Linked DNA regions of Mus musculus: regions 2 and 3 are each linked to region 1. The links are chromatin contacts, called in public Hi-C and HiChIP or PLAC-seq maps. All regions are on one chromosome and are shown on one strand. Each heading gives the region's core, a stretch centred on a gene start, on an enhancer-like site or on the middle of the called end of the contact. The rest is flanking DNA. Distances are from core to core; before and after follow the strand shown.

Region 1 (3,929 bases), core at 774-3,273:
CAACGATGCTTGGGTTTGCACCAATGACATGTTCAGGCTTGCCCTGCACAACTTCGGCTGACCTCCTCCTGGCCACAGTCACGCTGTTTCCTCCTCCCTCTTCCCAATCCTAGCTCACTCCTCCAGATGCTCCAAATATCATACACAAACGAGCAGGGCCGAGGCGGGAGCGGGTGCAGGGCGCTTCTGTCACCACGGTGTTGTGCATGATGTTTGGATGCTAGACTAGTCGCATCTGACAGGAAGTTTGTGTTGTACCAGCGCATGCCTTGGAAAGACTTAAGTAATGCAAACGATTGTCGGGTTTTGTTTTTGTTTTATTTTTTGTTTTGTTTTGTTTTTTTAATCTACTGACAAGTTGCTCTAGTAACCCAAAGAAGTGAAGGAGAAAGCAGCTGCCTCACCAACCGCCCAGATATTGATTTGTTCAGATGTTTCAATGCCTCATGATACAATAAAACCACAAAAATTTTCTTAACAGTTTAAATTGTTTTAATTAGTTAAGTAGTTGGCTGGGCATCAACAGTTCCAGCCCATTGTCTCACTTTCCCCACCCCCATCTGCCTCACCTCAACAGAACCTACTGCAAGGAGCAGATTCACTCAAGTGGCTAAGCTCGCATGTCTGCGGGCCGGGGCAGAGTTCTCTCCAGCCCCAGGGTTTTGGAACGCAGGCCTGGCCTGAAGCTTCTCTTGGACTGAAGGCTCTTCAGTCAGCTCTGTCTGATACCACCTGTGGCCTCTGCTCTGTAGATTTGGGTCTAGTAGCAGGGTAGATATTCTGTAGCAGCTAGAAAGGCCTTAGCAAATATGGCTTCCCATATTTATACCCTCTGGGTTGAAGTCCTAAATGTAGGGGCCTGCTCTATACCCAAAATAAGTGACATGCAGATGCCCACATTCCCCAAGCAAAGCGAGAGATGCTGTGCTGCCTGCTTGGGATATCAGAGCCAGGCGCCATTAGGTGGAGTATAAATTCCACACTGGAAGGAAGCAGTGTGAAGGAGTGCTCTAACTCTCCCCTCAAGACCTGTGCAGGGCATTTACACACCATCTTCCTACTTTCCACATACCCCATACACTCTTCAAATCCCAGGAAATCTTAACTAGTATGGCAGTTTCTGCCCTGTTTCTTAGTCTGGGCACAGGTCTTGCTCAGTACCGATATAGCTTTTCATCCTTGAGACCTCTGGATAGTATAAAGCTACTAAAATAGCAACTGCAAGCTAGAACCAAGCCCAGGATTTGGGGTTTAGGATTGGCTAGGCACACCTGAACATGCCCTTCTCCCTGCTCTCCTGCATTGTGAGGGGAGAGTAAAGATTTCCACATACTCCACAGGTTGCCTGGTTAGACCAGCATAGTCCTGGACGCTACACAGAAGGTTCCAGTGGGATTGATCTCTAGCTGCTGTGTATTGGGGGAAGTAGGGGTGGGAGAGAGGTAGATGCCAGCTGCCTCTTAATCCACCCTGTATAAAATCTGCAATACAGCTTCTTCCATGTACCTGTGCCTGAAATGTCTGCAATAAAGAGGTGTTTGTAAACTATGGTCTCTTTATTCCTAACGTGAAGTTACCGTGTGGGACAAGGGGTTACTGGGGACAGTTGGTAACAATGACAGTTTTGGGGGTAGAAACTATCTCCCTTGCCCTTGCATCTCCTGGGGCTAATGACCTCGAAGATGTCTTGGTCTTGCTTACTCCTAAGCGGGGGAACAGACCCTTACCAGTTCACCTTATTTAAGGTCTGAAAAGTTACTACCTGAGTGGTAAAGTTGGCTTTGTTGTACCATTATCCAGTTCATCAGAATGGCCTAGGACCTGGGTTAGATCTCCAGAGATGGTAGGGTTTTAGGCAGTCCAATGCTGAGTACATTTACTCTTTCTCAGTCTTGTGAAGTTTAGCCACTACTGGGCTAGCCAGGAGCAAGCAGCCTACGGAGGCTGCCTCTGATAGGAACTGGGGCTCCTTGAGCTCGGAACCTTTCTTCTGCGGTAGTTGTAGGTTCCGGGAGCGAAGGTCAGTGGGACCGGAAGTGGAGGCGGTTGGTGGGGTTGGCAGGGCTCACGGACGCAGTCCGGGCGGCGGTTTGCGAACTGCGGCTAGGTTTTGTGTAGTGCTCTGTCTCCTCTCTAGCGGGGTCGTGGCTGGGCGAAATTGGACACTGCGGAGGTAGAGGAACTAACGTCGGGCGAGCAGGACTCTCGTGGCTGGGCCCATGGCCTCCTGCGCGAGCATCGACATTGAGGACGCCACGCAGCATCTGCGGGACATACTCAAACTGGACCGGCCCGCCGGAGGTGAGCCGGGATGGGGTGTGTAGGCTCTTAGCGAAGTGGTGGACGTATGGCGTGGATCTGAACCGTTTTCGGGTGCCATAGGCTCCATTAGCCAGACTCGGGATCCTCCGGTTTGATTGCGGAGGACAGGAATTGGAGTCATGGATGATCCCTGGGTATATCCAGAGAATGGCGCAGACCCCTGGGTGTTACCCCTCCCCATCCTATGCCAGACCATTCTGCCTTGTTCTTAAGTGTTTTGGCTGAAGGTATGGCGCTCTCCTCGGAATCCACTCAATCCATCTGGTTTCCTTGCCTCCAAATTTCAGTGCTTTGAGAACTGGCCCCGTATCCCTCCTCGCCAGGGTTCAGAGGCCTGGTGCAGTGTCGGTTTAGCGAGTTCTAGGCCTAGAATTAAGTGATCTGCTGAAGAGCCTCTGTGCCCACCCTGCAACTTGGCTTCCCCCCAAAAGTGTATACTCCCAGGCCAGGTGTTGCTCTGAAAACGATTTTCTGGCAAAAGGTGGACAACCCCAAAAGCATGTTTCTCCTGGATTGAAGGCAGATCACAGACAGGCTCTGATGAGGTTAGATTAGGTTCCAAACGTCAGCAAGCCCATATGTTCCCAATTCATTCGAGTTTTACTTAGGCTCCCAGTATCCTCCTTGGGGCTACTCTTCCCAGATGAGAGTTCCCAGGACAGAAGGCCACCAGCATTGTAATATAATGTTATTGTAAAAGGATGGTCAGGGTACTTTGATGGGAATGGGGAAATAACGGTGAGGGAGATAGAGGGCTGGTTTGAGAGGAGACTGTTAGGGCTAGTTTGGATACTATAGACAGGAGATTGAATACCAGGAAAAGTCCTCGAGGCACTTATGTGGAAGACACATATTACAAAAAGGAAATAGTATGTATAAAAATGAGATGTTTCCGTGCGATTCAGAGACGTTTGAACATTGAGGTGGTTGACCAGAGATAATGGTGTACATACTGAGAAGTGATTCTTTTCTCACACCTTTTATGCCTGCTGGTGGAACCCAGACTGCTAAAGCGGGCACTTGTACTCTCCAGTGGGTTCAGCTGAGACAGCCACAGATAATCCGTTTGCTGTCTGAGCCTCCTGGGCTTGTGCTTTCAGGGTGTGCTCCCTTGACTCATGAGGCGGTTAGTGCCTCTGATGCCCACGGTCAGCTGAGCAGACAACTGTGTACAGACTTTGTAGAGCCTGGCATGATTAGCTGTGTAGCCTAGGCCTTTTTATCCTCACCATAGACGGCTAGGAAGGGAGAGTAGCCAGCTCATCCCTGAGCAGCTAGAGTGGTTCTAGTCCTAGTGAGAGAGAAAGGGTCTTTCCATGTAATTCTTTTGTTTGGTGACCGGCACTTGATTTTTTGGTTGTTGTTGGTTTGGGTGTTCGTTTGTTTTTTAGGATAGGGTTTCTCTCTTTAGCCCCGGATGTCCTGGAACTTGCTCAGTGTAGTTTGTATAGGCTGGCCTCAAACTCAGAGATCTCCAGAGTGCTGAGATCAAAGGTGTGCACCGCTGCTGTCCAGCTGATGGTTTTCTTTTCAAGTAGCTTCTGCCTGTCTCTTCCTCGAAGGACTTATCAGACCTAAGACTGTCTTATGACTGAAAACTTGGTCTT
Region 2 (3,588 bases), core at 468-2,967, 160 kb after region 1:
AAGACAGAGCCCTCATATAAACAAACAAACAAACAAACAAACAAATAAATAAATGAAAAAAAAAGCCTAAATAGACAGGTTAAAAACAAGAACCTAAAAATGATTTTAACAGACGAAAGTAGAATAGTTTATTGAAACTGAATTGGATGATGTGGTACATGTACATTTGAAATCCCAGCAGTTGGGAGGAGGAGGCAGGCGTGTTAGGGATTCAATGTCAGGTTGGACTAAGACCTTGTCTCAAAAGATCAAAGCCAAACAAAGCACAGAGAGGAAAGAGGAAATTGCTTAAGACCCTTTTTCAAATGTGTGGCAGACAAAGCCAACTTCAGAAGCTATGGCTTTGTGACTCCTAGCCGCAGCATTAGTGTTCCTTCTCTGTGATACCTGATGCTACAGGAGGCTATGGTAGTTCTTGAGATCCTAGCCACAGTTCAGTAACAGCCTAGGCTTTAGAGCCTGCAGTCAGAGGCCCTGTGTAGAACGGAGGGGACAACTGTGGATCTCAGAATGGTTTCCACACTCCATGCCTAGCTGGAGTGAGAGTTTTTCTGATGGATCCTCATGGGCCTGGCAGTGTCCCCCTTCCTTAAAGTACTAAGTGATGTCTCACAAGAGGCTCCAGTTCACGTGTACACACAGGCGGTTTCCCTCTCTTCCATCACCTGACTAAGTAGGCCAGTGATGTTGCCCCTGCCCCACGTAAAGAACACATTTGGTAAGAGGCAGCAGGAATGCACGCCGTCTCAGAAGCTTGCTTCATTCTGCTACGGTCACGTGTGCCAGCTTGGCCTAGTGAGTGCTCTTTACTTCATGAAAGAGAGGCTTCAGGCTTCCACCAAGTTAGATGTGACTTAGGCATGTCGGGCAGGGTTCATTTCACGTCCACACTGTACTGGCAAGCTGGGAACTGGCTGAGAGCTTTGTGGGTACTCTGAAAGTTTTCTCAAGATAAGGTTGCTCACGTGGGGTCAGGAAAAAACTATGGAAATACATAGTGATAGTGGCTTAACTATACTGTGAAGGTAACTGGATTACTTACACTTAAAAGTGTTTCACAGGACTTTAATCCCAAATGTAGGGAGTAGGGCAGAAGCAGGTGGATCCCTGAGTTCGAGGCCGGCCTGGTCTACAGAGCGAGTTCCAGGACAGCCAGCGCTACACAGAGAAACCCTGTCTTGAAATAAACTGAAGAAAAAAAAAAGGTAGCAGATACTTATAATGTTAATCAGTACTGAAGAGGCTGAAGCAGGAGGGTTTTGAGTTTGAGGCATCCTGCACTGTGTAACAGAGTCCAAGACAGTCTGGGGTACACAGTGAAACCCATCTCTAGAACCAAGAAGTTAAGGGTGGGACAGAGCTAATAATGGCAAATTTCCTTCCTTCCTTCCTTCCTTCCTTCCTTCCTTCCTTCCTTCTTTCCTTTTTTTTTTTTTTGAGAGAGAGAGAGAGAGAGAAAGAGAGAGAGAGAGAGAGAGAGAATCTTATGTATTTTAGGCTAGCCAGTAGATCTGGTGAGACAAGCCTGCTCATGGTTGGATATTCTGTTCCTCACTAGATGTGAATTTCATCCCTAGTCCTAGTCCTTCCCCTCCTCTGGCAGGGACATGTGACATGATTTAGCTCTGGGTGGTGGCGTGTCCACACTGCTAAGACAGCCTCAGGTTGCCTGTTCTTCCCTCATGTGGTCCTAGCAAGTGACCGGGTCTTTCACTTCCCTAATCTCCTTCCTGGTTGTGAATGTGAATGTGAACAGGAATGCCTAGAAAGTACCTAGAGCTACTTAGAATGAATCAAAAGGGAGCCCTCTAAGGCTGAGAACTGTATCAAACCACTTGGTATTTTCGTCATTGCATTTCAAAGGTTCAAAGTTAGCACTCGCCAGGGAACCTTCTAGATATGTTGCTGTGAACCAGAGTTATTAAACTAATGTGGAATTGATTGATTGATTGATTGATTGATTGATTGATGTGTTTTGCGATAAGGTCTCACGTACTCTGGGCTCCTTATGATTCAAGAATGACCTTGGACTCCTGCTCCTCCTGCCTTTACCTCCCAAGTGCTGAGGCATGTGCCAGCATGCCTAGCTGGAGTGAGAGTTTTTCTGATGGATCCTCATGGGCCTGGCAGTGTCCCCCTTCCTTAAAGTACAAATTTAAGGCTTGCCAGGATGACTCTGGGCAATCAGGTCTAGTCTGCTGTGTGAGGCAGCACCTGGAGAGTGTTCCTGCCCGCCTGGCCAGCAGGGAGGGTCTTGGTGGTGAACTGTTGGCCTTTCAACAGTTTCATATCCTTAGCTCTCAGATAAGGCCTGTTTTACTGTAACCGGCTCTCCGCTGCCCTCATCTGTCTAGAATTCAGGTAAATGCAAGTCCTCCTGCCTGCCTGGTAGCTGTTGCCTAGGAGGCACCTTTTGCAGGGTAGGAGTCCAGTGTTTGAGATCACCTTCCTCACACTCGTGCCTGACCTGAGATTTTTGATGTAGGAAGAAGATAGCAATGCCATAGACATTCAGGCCGGGTTGTCTCTCTCTTGGTCTCTGATTCTCACGTTGCCATGTCATGCTGCCTCCTTGACTATTTTCCCGTGTTAACGTCTTGATCTTTCTTTGCAACCTTTCCTAATTGTTATATAAGAAGCATTTAAAAACATGTTAAAAGTGTCATATTTTCCTTTTCCAGTTTATATATTTGTTTGTTTGTTTGTTTGTTTTTTGGTTTTTCGAGACAGGGTTTCTCTGTACAGCCCTGGCTGTCTTGGAACTCACTTTGTAGACCAGGTTGGCCTCGAACTCAGAAATCCTCCTGCCTCTGCCTCCTGAGTGCTGGGATTAAAGGCATGCGCCACCACGCCCGGCTTCCAGTTTATATATTTGTATATATGACTTTTCAAAATAGGAGGATTCATGAGGACAGAGCCTAGGCTCCTAAAGACCTTCCTTTCCCATTCTGGTTCTTGGGCTGCCACCCAGGGACTATTCCTTTTACTCAGAAAGGAAGCTGCCAGTTGCTGGGCAGTGGTGGCACATGCCTTTGACCCCAGAGAGAGATGAATCTTAGAATTCAAGGCTAGACTGGTCTACAGAGTGAGTTCTAGGACAGTCAGGGCTACACGGAGAAACCCTATCTTTAAAAAAAAAGAAAGAAAGAAAGAAAGAAAGAAAGAAAGAAAGAAAGAAAGAAAGAAAAGAAAAGAAGAGAAAAGGAAAAAAAAGAGAGCTGTTAGTCATGTGTTCATAAACAGGACTAGGCCCCAGGATTATGTTGAGTGTATTAGGCAATGATTTTGAAAATACAGGTTTCTAAGCTCTGTCCCTAGAGAACCATTCAGGAACTAATGTGATGGCTCTAAGAGTCTGTTATTTAAGCTTTCCAGGTAATTCTGATGTTTTTCCTGGCAAAGAATCACTGTGTTCCACACAGAACTGCATGCAGGCTCATTCACTCACTCACTCACACTCACACACACACACACACACACACACACACACCAGGCAAGGACTTGCTAGTGTTGAAATTTTAGCCCCCCAGAACAGAGGTTGACTCCTTGTCTCGTGGAAATTACATGTAAATCATAAGACAGGTAATA
Region 3 (3,799 bases), core at 682-3,181, 240 kb before region 1:
CTCAGAAATCCTCCTGCCTCTGCCTCCCAAGTGCTGAGATTAAAGGCATGTGCCACCATTGTCTGGCAATATCATCTCTTTTAGTTAGGTTGTGTGTGTGTGTGTGTGTGTGTGTGTGTGTGTGTGTGTGTGTGTGACGGGTTTCTCTGTGTAGCACTGGCTATAAGTAACTCTGTAGAACAGGCTGGCTTTAAACTCAAAGTGATCTGGCTGCCTCTATCTCCCAAGTGTTAGGATTAAATGTGTAAGCCATCACCACTTGACCCCCTCTACCACCTTTTAAAACATCCCCAGAGTTGAGATGATGCTCAAGGGCAGAGACCATGGCTTTGGGTTGGATTCATACCGCCCAAAGGGAGACAGAACAAAACTCCCCCCTGACCTCACATCCTTCTGCACCTATTCCCCAATGTCTGCTCTACCCACAGCAGAACTCAGGCTGCCTTCATGCACTGTCTCTATTTCCTTACTCTCCTGTTTACTTTTTAACCCATTCTACTCAGGTTAACCTCTTCAGTTAATCCATATGAGTCAAGCTAAAGTCACCATGATCTTTCCCAGCTATCTCCAAGGTAATAAACTCAATAGCTAAGCCTCTGGCTGAACTGTACCGGAACTCTCAGCATCTGAAAACCAGAAACCTCTCTTCCTGCCTCAAACTTACTTCTGGTCTTGGATTCTACAATCCAACAGTCTAGACTTGTCTTTCTGTTTACTTCCTTGTCTATTATCCTCTTTCTAATCTTGGACTTTCTCTTCTATCTTTCCTCTAAGTCCAGTCATGGAGGGAAGCTCCACAACAGTGGGTGAATGGACTCAAGATGTTTAAACACATTTGCCTTAGTTACTGACATCTGAACAGTGGGATCTTACATGCTTCTAACTTTCCGATTCTTTTGGGGGGAATAAACAATATCTATTGATAATGGACCAGCATACCCACAACACAGCCCAGATGTATATGAATAGGGCAGAAGCTTGCTGCCAGGTGCATTTGTTATCCAAACAGCTAAAGCAAGAGAACTGGGACTACAATCCCGAGTCACATTCCAAGGCTATGGGGGGCGGGGAGAGAAGATGATTAGAACACCTGCCAATAGGGTCTTCCCGGGAAAGGGAAGGGATTAAGTACCACCGACTGGGAACCGAAATAAAAAGAACAGTCTTAAAAACTTAGACGTTCACGGTGCCAAATACAGCTAAACACGACTGCTGTGGTGTGGTCTGCTATATCTCCGGACTGAGGTGACTCTGTCCCGATTCTCTTAATTTCACATTCGGTTTTCTAAGGCCCTTTTCTTGGGAGGAAGACTACTAAGATCCCCGGGCGAAGCCCCTAGCAGTCGATCTTGAGCACTGGGCAAGTGTCGGAGAAGTGAGAGAGTGCGGGAACTCACTGCATTTGACTCGGCGGCGGGACAGGGTGCAGAGCTAACCCCGGGTGGGAGGAGACCGGGCAGGGTAGAACCCTGGCGCTTCCTCAACCCCCACGGCCCCAGCCCCGCGCGCTTACTTCAGCTCCCCGTCGTCCTCCCGCCCTTCGCAGCTTGGAGGGAAAATGAGCGAGCTAAGGAAATCAGGGCAACTAGGCGGAGACCCGATCGCCCAGAAGCCGCCAGCCTCCGCCCAGGGAAGCCCCACCCCAATGGGAACCAGGCCGCCTCCGCGCCGCCGGCAGAGCCCACGCGCGACCCGGCGAGGGCGCGGGAGGGCGCGTGCGGCGTGACGCCGCGCCTCGCGGCGCATCCCCGTGACGCCATCGCGCCGGCTTTTGAAAGTTGGCGCCCGGGGCCGCCTCCCATGCTGCCCTGCGCCAACCCCTCCCCTCACCTTTCCTCCCCCGCCCTCGTCGCCGCCGGCCGGCCCCCCCCACCCGACTCTTCCCTTATCAGCACCCGCGGCCCCGGCAGCGCCGACGCAGGCGCACTGCACCGCGCCGCCGCCATTTTGTGTCCGAGCCTGTGGAGCGATTAAACCGTGCGCGGAGCTGCTTCTTTGGCGGCAGCGGCGACCAGCAGCAGCCGGTGCGGGCGCGCGGAGCCGGCCGGGGACGCCAGGTGGCCGGAGCGGTGGAGCGGCGGCGGAGCGGGCGCCGCGGGGGGTGTGGCGCGAAGGTAAAGGGGGCCCGGGGTGGAGGAGGTTTCGCGGGCCGCCTCTAGGTGTCACGATGGGGCCGCTCCGGTCGGCGCTGGCTGCAGCCCGGCGCCAGCGCCAGCGCCGCCGCCGGGGGGTGTTTGTCTCCCTCTACCGTCCCTGCTGCGGCGCGGCCGCCGCCATTGCCCGGCGCCGCCGCCAGGGCCTGGCCAACCCCCTCCACGCCCGCCCGCCCGCCCGCTAAGCTTCCCTCCTCCCAACATGGTAGGCCTCTGGCGGCGGTGGCGACAGAGGCCTGCGCGCTCGGCGACTCCATTTTCCTTCCTTTGTCTCTACCCTCGAGGCCGGCTTTTGGCCCGGCTGATCTTCGGGCCACGGCCCGCCCTCTGCCCCTCCCGCGACGGATACCCCTTACCGAGTCTGGACCCTCTGAGGCTCGGTTGCCGCCGCTTGCTTCGCCTAGGGGTTCTGAACCCTCGGCCGGCCGCTTAGCCAGGTCCCGGAACCGTGTGGGTGTCGGGTCCCGACCGACGCGCCTCAGACTCCCCATCTTCAAGTCCAGCCGGTCCCGGAACCTACCCGATCTCCCTGCGTTGCTTCTCCAGCAGCTGGGGTGCTCTCTAGTCTCTCGTAGTCCGATCGTCCCCGCTGCCGGTCTCCGTCGCCGCCGAGTGTCGCAGGCGGCGCTGCTGTGGCTGCGAGCAGAGGGGACCCCTGAGCTGCCGAGAGCTCCCTCTGCAAGGCTGGCTGAGCTGCTCGCGCCTCGACGCCGCCCGAGCGGGCGGGGGAACGCGCGCTCGCCGCCCCCGCCGGGCCCCGCTGCGCCCCCAAACTCACGCCAGGGCATCGCGCGGGACCCGACCGGTGCGGCCCCCAATGGTGCGCGGAAAAAGACACGAATTCCTGCACCAAAGTAGTTTTTCTCCAGCTGTATTCGCACTCTTTCAGCCCCTTGAAACGATAGCAGTCAGACTTGGTGCGCTCAGAAATCTCAAAAGGGACTGAAACTTAATTTCACTCTCATCTCAAGTGATGTGATAAACTCATAAATTCGGGAGCATGGGCTGGTTGCGATGGTACAGGCGACGCTGGAGTTTGCCTCCTATTTAAAATGTCCTGACGCTAACTTTGCACTCCACTTAGGACCTGATGCTCTAGGGCTAGGCTAAGACAGTTCAGCCCCTCTCTAGAGATCGTGCAAACCGATCTAATGCGCCAATAGGGTAGAATGAACTTATTCATGACTGGACTGGTAATTTGACTGTTGGATGAAATGTGAGGGTTGATGTTGTAATTGGATCCTGGGTCACTTGCAGCAGATGGTTTATAAATTTCTGTGCCTAATGTAACTACTCTTTAGTATCTGACTTCCTGTATTGAGTTTAGCATTAAGTAAACATTAGCAAAGAGACTTAATACTTTTTTGGAGTTTAGATCAACTAAGAAAGCTAAAATTCCAAGGCATCCATAGGCAGGAAAAGAAATTAAACAGGGTATTTATCCTGGCATTAAGTCTTTTGCATTTAAAAGCTTCCTTTGATAAACTGCTGGAGTAACCTTTTCGTACCCACTCTAACACGGATTTTCTTTTTTTTTTTTTGGTTTTTCGAGACAGGGTTTCTCTGTATAGCCCTGGCTGCCTTGGAGCTCACTTTGTAGACCAGGCTGGCCTCGAACTCAGAATCCGCCTGCCTCTGCCTCCCGA

What was found. Hi-C and Micro-C count contacts between places; a contact is called where the count stands out from the background. HiChIP or PLAC-seq counts read pairs in DNA pulled down with a chosen protein or histone mark.
Region 2: a Hi-C map of bone marrow-derived macrophages shows a contact between it and region 1, with 36 read pairs. The contact joins the enhancer-like site here to the promoter of Edc4 in region 1. A contact is called at or near these places in 7 of 39 promoter capture datasets (the C10 cell line, the HPC-7 cell line, cranial neural crest and 4 more), 3 of 15 datasets of contacts at CTCF or cohesin (large pre-B cells, pro-B cells and stem cell-derived epiblast-like cells), 53 of 484 Hi-C or Micro-C datasets (the 63-12 cell line, the AML12 cell line, B cells and 33 more), 15 of 115 datasets of contacts at active chromatin or transcription factors (the 230-238 cell line, the SCID.adh cell line, bone marrow-derived dendritic cells and 8 more) and 4 of 9 other capture datasets (adipose tissue, liver, macrophages and 1 more).
Region 3: an H3K4me3 HiChIP or PLAC-seq map of the SCID.adh cell line shows a contact between it and region 1, with 19 read pairs. The contact joins the promoter of Ctcf here to the promoter of Edc4 in region 1. A contact is called at or near these places in 21 of 39 promoter capture datasets (the 3T3-L1 cell line, 3T3-L1-derived adipocytes, the C10 cell line and 15 more), 7 of 484 Hi-C or Micro-C datasets (B cells, the G1E-ER4 cell line, the HPC-7 cell line and 4 more), 31 of 115 datasets of contacts at active chromatin or transcription factors (the 230-238 cell line, the HPC-7 cell line, the SCID.adh cell line and 24 more) and 3 of 9 other capture datasets (adipose tissue, embryonic stem cells and liver).

Annotation. Positions count from the first base shown.
Region 1 is chr8:105,878,858-105,882,786 of GRCm38.p6, forward strand. Edc4 (enhancer of mRNA decapping 4) reads left to right here and starts at 2,024. Exons shown (of 29, transcript NM_001301100.1): 1 at 2,024-2,301. The coding sequence starts at 2,220. It overlaps Nutf2 (nuclear transport factor 2), which reads left to right. Exons shown (of 5, transcript NM_026532.4): 5 at 1-1,545. The coding sequence ends at 61.
Region 2 is chr8:106,038,109-106,041,696 of GRCm38.p6, forward strand. The region is part of intron 7 of Dus2 (dihydrouridine synthase 2); the gene reads left to right. Among named protein-coding and RNA genes, the nearest start is that of Nfatc3, 20 kb to the right of the region's middle. Within about 2 kb of position 1,718, at least 18 of the 459 cell types and tissues checked have an H3K27ac peak or open chromatin away from gene starts, as enhancers often do. A contact at or near this core is called in the CH12 cell line, bone marrow-derived macrophages, erythroblasts and 1 more, where this site is marked.
Region 3 is chr8:105,634,607-105,638,405 of GRCm38.p6, forward strand. It overlaps Ctcf (CCCTC-binding factor), which reads left to right and starts at 1,932. Exons shown (of 12, transcript NM_181322.3): 1 at 1,932-2,114. Gm5914 (predicted gene 5914) reads right to left here and starts at 2,868. Exons shown (of 2, transcript NR_151742.1): 1 at 2,674-2,868.